2 separate regions of the Sus scrofa genome follow, and region 1 is linked to region 2. Evidence: chromatin contacts called from public Hi-C data. All regions are on one chromosome and are shown on one strand. The core of a region is the stretch at or near the end of the contact, and the rest is flanking DNA. Distances in the headings are between cores, read along the strand shown.

Region 1 (3,465 bases), core at 618-3,117, 170 kb after region 2:
TTAAAATAAGATTTATTCGTTTTTGTATTAATTTGGCCGGTAGCAGAGGAGGAACCTTTTGGAAATAAATACTTGAATTTGCATATCAGGGCTAAAACCATGGTATTTCTAATTAAATTTTTTGGAGGATTTTTCTCCCCTTTATTTTTAAAACGTTCCCTTAGGCTTATGGTATGTCTCCTGACTAAAAAAAAGTAGATTGGGTTTTTCAGACTTAACCGCTTAGATCATACCTTGGTTCAGTCTCACTTGTGACAAGGTATTCAGAATTTATGATTACGGTTTTTAAAATAGCGACCTGTAATTTAAGATTCTTGCATTTGGAGGCCAGTTTTTATCATGTATACCCATGCATTTTAACCAGGGCCATTTGGTAACCTTGAGCCTGTTTGCAAGGCCGTGGACAAACCCCTGGATCAGAGTCCCGCTGACTCTGAGGCAGTAATACCTCCTAACGCTGGTCACGTGTTCACGTCGTATACAGAGGGACATGGCACTGGCTGGGGAGGCTTTTCTGCTGTCCGGTGGCATCTCCTTAGGTTCCTGTTACTGCAGAGGGTGAGGGTTACAGACTGAGAACACCTACCTCTCTCCTAACCAACCACCAGTATAAAGACTTAGAATAGCTGTAGAAGTTGAGAGGTCTCAACTTGCCAGTACGCATGCCCGTGTCCCTGTCTTGTGCTACCTACACACGTGATGTCACGTGTATGTGGCAGAAGCGCACTGGGACTCTGCTAGAAGCATGTGTGAGTCCTGCTCTTGGTCCCTGACAGCCGTGCTGCAGTCAGCAGGCCGTTGAGGTGAGTTTGCACTGGTTCATGTACTGGAGTGGACAGAACAGGTGACCGAGTGATTAGAGCTGCTGGCCTGGCGACGAAGTTATTCCCGTGTCAGGATGGTGGGAAGGAGGTGGCAGCAGAGCAGCCCAAGGCCGGCCCCCAATCACGTTGCAGAAGCAAGGAGGTGTCCTGTGCAGTTTTCCCTCAACCTCAAACTGATCTTGTAGGTGGGATTCAAAGAAGCACACGGGCTATGTCGGTTTAAAGAATCAGGGAGCGACTTGTTACATGAACAGCCTGCTGCAGACTTTATTTTTCACAAACCAACTACGAAAGGTAAATGGATGGTATTTCTCTCCCTCAACCTTCCACCCACCCCTCTCTCTTCGAGTACTAAGGGGCAGGCAAAGCCCCCTCCTCGCCGGACTCTCCTCCCGGTACACAGGGCTGTCTCCACGGAGGGCTCTGCTTTATGCTTTGTGTAGTTTTGTTCCTCGGTGTGTGGACACTTAGTGAAGCTTTATTCGGTTGAAAGTAATCAATAGAGCTTTTTTAAAATACAGAAGTCATTAGCAGCAATATTTGAAAAGTTTCTTATCAAATTGATTTGTTGAAAAAAACTACTAGCTGGGAAGTGTGGTTTTTCAGTTACTATAGATGTGTTCTTTAATCAGACTAGAACTTGAATCTCGAGGAGGGTTGTCTGTACGGCAGGGCTGTCATCGGGCAGTGCAACCATGCAGCCAGCACACGCTCCTGGTGCATGCGGCGGGGGAACCACAGCACTGGCTTTTCCTCTGCGCTGTTCCAGGGAGCGGTGACCGCCCCGATAACATTATATCACAGGGATAGCAGAGCGTGGGTCACATCAGTAGCACTTAAGTTGCATCACCTCCTGTTCACGAGTCACATTCACTTAGAAAATACTGCTCTAGGAAGTATGAGATAGAAGTGGTTCTCATTGGATGCTGAGCTCTAAGTTATTTATTTTGACTTTCCTGTAACTACCAGATTGTCTCTAAAGACTCCTGATTGTTTAAACAACCTTCTGACCCTTTTGGGGGATAGTTAAAAGCCTTACCCAGCAACCTTAGTCATTGTGGTGTTGGAAATGATACTTTCACATAAAATTCCATTTTTATGTCTGAATCAATTCTTCTAGGCTGTGTACATGATGCCAACAGAGGGCGACGATTCTTCCAAAAGCGTCCCTTTAGCATTACAAAGAGTCTTCTATGAATTACAGCACAGCGATAAGCCCGTAGGAACAAAGAAGCTGACCAAGTCTTTTGGGTACGTGTTGGGAGACCTTTGCCTTCTACTGCCTGAAGGACGAGTTCATGGACGGGGAGAGCTGAGAGCAGAGCACGGGCACTTAATTATCAGTGTACTCTTGGACCTCCTTGGCAATGGAAGCTTTTGGAATTTTGCTTGAGAAAGAATTCACCACTTAAGTTTTCCTGTCGAGAACAGGATGCATACCGTTGCCAAACTTCTGTACATTTGTGTGCAAACTTGACCTCCTCCTCTCGCAGTGAGATGTTCGGGAAAGATGGGAGTTCCTGTTGTGGTTCAGCAGGTTACAAACCCAGCTAGTATCCACGAGGATTCGGGTTTGATCCCTGACCTCCCAGTGGGTTAAGGTTCCGGCCTGGCTATGAGCTGTGGTGTAGGCCAGCAGCTGTAGCTCTGATTCATCCCCTAGCCTGGGAACTTTCGTATGTTGCAGGTGTGGCCCTAAAAAGCAAAAAATTTGTGAAGGGTCCTGATAAAATTTGATTTGTGTTTGAATTCTACCCCCCCCCAAATACTCTTCTCAAAAAATGACTTCAAGGAGGAGATGCTGCTGTGCTCAGCGGTATCAGTTCAGCTACAGCGTAGGTCACAGCTGCAGTTCATACTCATCCCCGGCCTGGGAGTCCACATGCTACCGGTGTGGCCCCCAAAATAAATAAATAAATGTTTTTCCATAATGACTGATTATATGGTTTTGTTTTTTATTCCCAGTTTGTTAATTTACTCTTCATGGAAGTTTAAAGATGAATTTGTTTTGTCTTTCCAAGGTGGGAAACTTTAGATAGCTTCATGCAACATGACGTTCAGGAGCTGTGTCGAGTGGTGAGTTTTCTGCTGTAATTGTGCACTGCGTACATTTCATATCTTGAAGCACGGTCAGAAGTTGTTACCAAGTCAAACCTCAGGCCTACTTCACATCACTATAATTCAAATTGTGCCCATCTTTCTTCAGGACTGGAAGTAGGCTAGAAAGAAAAGGCAGCGTGTATCTAGTTTAAAAGCCAGAAAGGCTGTTACTTGACAGGGGAGTATGACGGGAGTAGTCATAGGTAGTATGCTTTGGATTTGTGAAGTTGGTATAATCTACCAGTTACTCACCAAAGAAACAACAGGCTGATTGGCTTAAGTAGCTGTCCTGGTTCTCCTGCTTCACTTTGGAACGGTGACTTCTCGTCTTACTCTGTAGCATCCAGACCCCCTCCTTTGCCCAGAAGTTCTGACTGAGGCAGACCTCTGTGTGGGTGGTCCATCCCCCAAACCACTGGCCAATTCCCATCCTTCCAGTTGTGATGAAAACACACACACACACACACAACATGAAATGGCTATTCAAGGTGATTGGCTGGGCAAGGTGTGTTTTCTTTTTTGCAGCACTAGCTGGATTGAA
Region 2 (3,746 bases), core at 851-3,350:
TGAGGCCACGAAATACCACCATTTAACTGGAGTGAATAAAAAGCAAAAGTAAACATGCAAAATGATCCTGAATGACAACTCCCCACTGTATTACAAGTTCCATGGATTTTTTTTTTTTTTGTCTTTTTTTGTCCTTTTAGGGCCACACCCATGGCATAGCTAAGTATGGGTGCTGTAGCCACCAGCCTACGCCAGAGACACAGCAACACGTGGGATTGGTGCCGCGTCTGCGACCTACACCACAGCTCACAGCAACACCAGATCCTTAACCCACTGAGCAAGGCCAGGGATCGAACCCGCAACCTCATGGTTCCTAGTCGGATTTGTTAACCACTGAGCCACGACGGGAACTCATGATTTTTGTTTTTCTTTTTATGGCCACACCTGTGGCATACGGAAGTCCCTGGGCTAAGGGTGAATCAGAGCTGCAGCTGCTGGTCTACACCACAGCCACAGCAACACCAGAACTGGAGCCACATTTCAGAGAGGCCAGGGATCGAACCCACATCATCCTCATCAACACCATGTCGGGTTCTAAACCCTCTAAGCCACATCGGGAACTCCCTACAAACTCCATGAAAACATGGATTGTATCTTGACCAGGTAAAGAAAGTAACACAGGAGGAGAGAGTCTAGACTTGAGAGAGAGAAAATTCCAAATTTGAGTCCCAGCTGGGTATCCTCAGACAAGTCACTCAACCTTTCTGAGCAGCAGCTTCTCCCATGGCAACACAGACACAGACACATGCCTTAGGGGTTGCAGCAACCTTGCCATGGGATATGCATGTAAAACACCCAAGAGAAATGGGGTTATCAGTATGACTAGCCCTTCATCTCCCTGTGGCCATAACACAAATTCCTGCAGGACTGGTGGACTTCCTGTTTGTTTTGGCCCACCCTGCTGCACTCAGAGAAGCCCAAGCCTGCTCTGCCCACAGCCATGTCTCCTGCCGAAAGCTAACAGAAGGATGACAGCCATAGCTGGGGCCTAGGAAGGGCTTCTGAGACAAAGCCCTGGAGGGCAGCCCTAAGGCACCACCAGAACCGGGGTGGTACAGTCTGGGAATGGGAGGGAGTTGGGGGGTCAGAGAGCAGGAGCCAAACCCTGAGAATAAGTAACTGCACATCACAGGTCACAGAGTCCCGAGTGTCTCAAGCCAGACCCCAAATCCAGGACTGGTGAGAGGGCCCATTTTATTTACTTATTTATTTATTGCTTTTTAGGGCCGCACCCACGGCATATGGAGGTGCCCAGGCTAGGGTGTTAAATCGGAGCTGTAGCTGCTGGTCTACACCACAGCCACAGCAACATCAGATCTGAGCCGCGTCTGCCACCTGCACCACAGCTCATGGCAATGCCGGATCCATGACCCACTGAGCGAGGCAAGGGATCGAACCTTCGTCCTTGTGATGCCGGTCAGATTTGTTTCCACTGAGCCATGACGGGAACTGAGGACCCATTTTAAAGGTGGGCAAGATGAGCCCCAGAAAGCTGAATAGCCGTTCTTAAAGGAGCTTGGAAAGGCATCCACCCATCGTCCCAGGAGCCCTGACCTACAGAAGGTGCTTAATTGGGCCACCAGCATGTGTTGAACTAAAGCTTCCTTAAGCAGCTGTGCACCCTGCAATTCACCTTCGTCACAGGCATGACAGCTTCACTCATGGATCTGACCCCATCAGCATCTGAGTGTACCACCTTGGACGAACAGGACTTCATGGAATTTTCACAGTCAGCGTAGGGTACCGTTACCCAGTTTAATAGCAGAGGCCCAGACCAAGCACCGAGCTCAACAGGATTAAGGAGTGAAGTCCTGGCAGAGCAGGTCCTTCCACAATGGCCCAACAACTGGATTGGGCACTGGGAGGTGGAAGAGGGTGGAAGAGAGTCTTTAGAGGAAAAGAGGCCCATGGGATCTGGCAGCAGACACCCCCCCCCCACCGCCCCCGGGCTCTCAAATCCTGACTCCCGATCTCTGGCCCCATGCATCAGCACCCCACTCACCACCAGGAATCCCCAGGACAAGCCCTGCCCTAGAAGGGCTGTCCCTTTAAGGCTCTGGTGGGCAGACCCAGCCTTTTCCATGGAGCTGACACAGTGCTGTTTCTCTGTCATCCAAATTCCAGGCCGAAACAGGAAGTGAGTCGCCACCGGAGAATGTGGGACTCCCAGCCTAAGGGACAGGCTCAAGGCCAATGCTGGGTCCCTACAGGGGTCAGGCCTTTGGGAGGGTCAGGCCTTTGCCAGGTGCATGGCTCTTGGGTGAAGGAACACCAGTATCTGCTTGCGTCACTAATAGTATGCAACTGAGAGACGTTCTCAAACTCAATCCAAGTTCATCCAAGTTGACCAGATCACACAGGGATCTTTCAGTCCCCATCCAGGCCCCCAAAATGAAAGCGTCAGGTAATCTACACGCTCATATTCCTGGGCGGTAGTTAACCCAGGCCATCCCCACTCTGCAAGAGGACACTGAGGCTCCAGTTAAGGTAATCTGCCCATGGTCCCAATCCTAGTGAATTTGATCCACCTGGACGTGGAATGCTCAGGCGCCTTCTACACAGGGCGGAAGCAGACAGATGTGGGTTCAGATCCTGGCTGAGGCACCACCTGAAGCTTCTGGTGCCTCTGTCTTATCTGTCAAATGGGGATCCCCTCATCCTATCAACAAGTATTTCCTCCCGGATGTCTGCTCGGTGGCAGGCACAGTGACAGGTAAAGGGCCCACGACACAGTCCAGGAAAGGCAGACGCAGCTCAAAAGTAAACCAGTAAATGAAATGACCACCGGATGAGAACAAGGGCTTGAGAGGATGGTGGGGAAGGGCCGCTGAGCTGAGTGAACACAAACCAGGAAGAATAAAGGGGCGGCCTTCGCCACCAATGGGTCAAAGGGAGGAAATCAAAATCCAGCACCCCTAAGACCTGGAGCAAAAGCTCATAAGGATGGGCCTCTGGGGAAGGGTCCAGTGCGGTGACCACCCCCACACCCCGCCCGGTACGACCTGCTAGGTCATGCCCAGGAAGGGGACGCCCAGGCCGCCACCTTCGGAGAACGCCAGCGCGGGTGACAGCACTGCGGCCTCGGGCCCTGGTCCTCCCTAGCCTGGGACAGAGCCGGCTCGCGGCCCAGAGCCTGGAAACGACCCCCCTGAGCCTTGAGGCCCCCACCCCCGGCGGCGTAAGCCCCTGTGAGGAGGAAACAAGCCCCAGCGGGGACGCGCTGGCCGCCTACCCTGTCGGCGCTCGGGCTTCCTGAGCTGGAGGCGCGCCCGCTGCGCGGGGCCTAGCGAGCGGGTTTAAAGCGGGGTTCACTGCGCAGCTCCGTCTCCCGCACGTCGGGTCCCAGGCGGCGCCGCTGGGCACAGCCCACCCCTTCCCTCCGTGGTGGTCCCTCGCCGACCCCTCCTCCCCAGAGCGCCCCCTCTGGCCTGGGGGCCTCGGCGGCCCTGCGGCCTCGCAGCAGCCGGGATGAGGCGCTTGGTGCTCACTGGAAGCCAGGGCCCCTTCCCGTGCGGCACCGCCTCATCCCGCCCTCACCAACAAGCCCCTCACCAGCGGGAAACCGAGGCCTGGGTGGGTGAGTGGGTGACTGGCCACGAGGTTCCAGGCGCCCCGCACACGCGCCGGGCAGCGGCCACCCAAGTCTCACTCTTCCTCATCCGGAAAGTGCAGCTGGCGGACCTGCCTACGAGGAGCTTTTCGTTGCAATATTCATGACTAACACAAGGTCCACATCTGTAGGGGCG

What was found. A called contact is a pair of places that touch in the nucleus more often than the background predicts.
Region 1: a Hi-C map of embryonic fibroblasts shows a contact between it and region 2, with 1.9 times the contacts expected there. A contact is called at or near these places in 1 of 47 Hi-C or Micro-C datasets (embryonic fibroblasts) and 1 of 2 datasets of targeted methods (alveolar macrophages).

The regions. Positions count from the first base shown.
Region 1 is chr3:33,789,869-33,793,333 of Sscrofa11.1, forward strand. USP7 (ubiquitin specific peptidase 7) reads left to right here. Exons shown (of 31, transcript NM_001135680.1): 6 at 1,010-1,118; 7 at 1,945-2,075; 8 at 2,846-2,900. Among named protein-coding and RNA genes, the nearest start is that of USP7, 37 kb to the left of the region's middle.
Region 2 is chr3:33,617,946-33,621,691 of Sscrofa11.1, forward strand. No RefSeq gene overlaps it. Among named protein-coding and RNA genes, the nearest start is that of C3H16orf72, 36 kb to the right of the region's middle.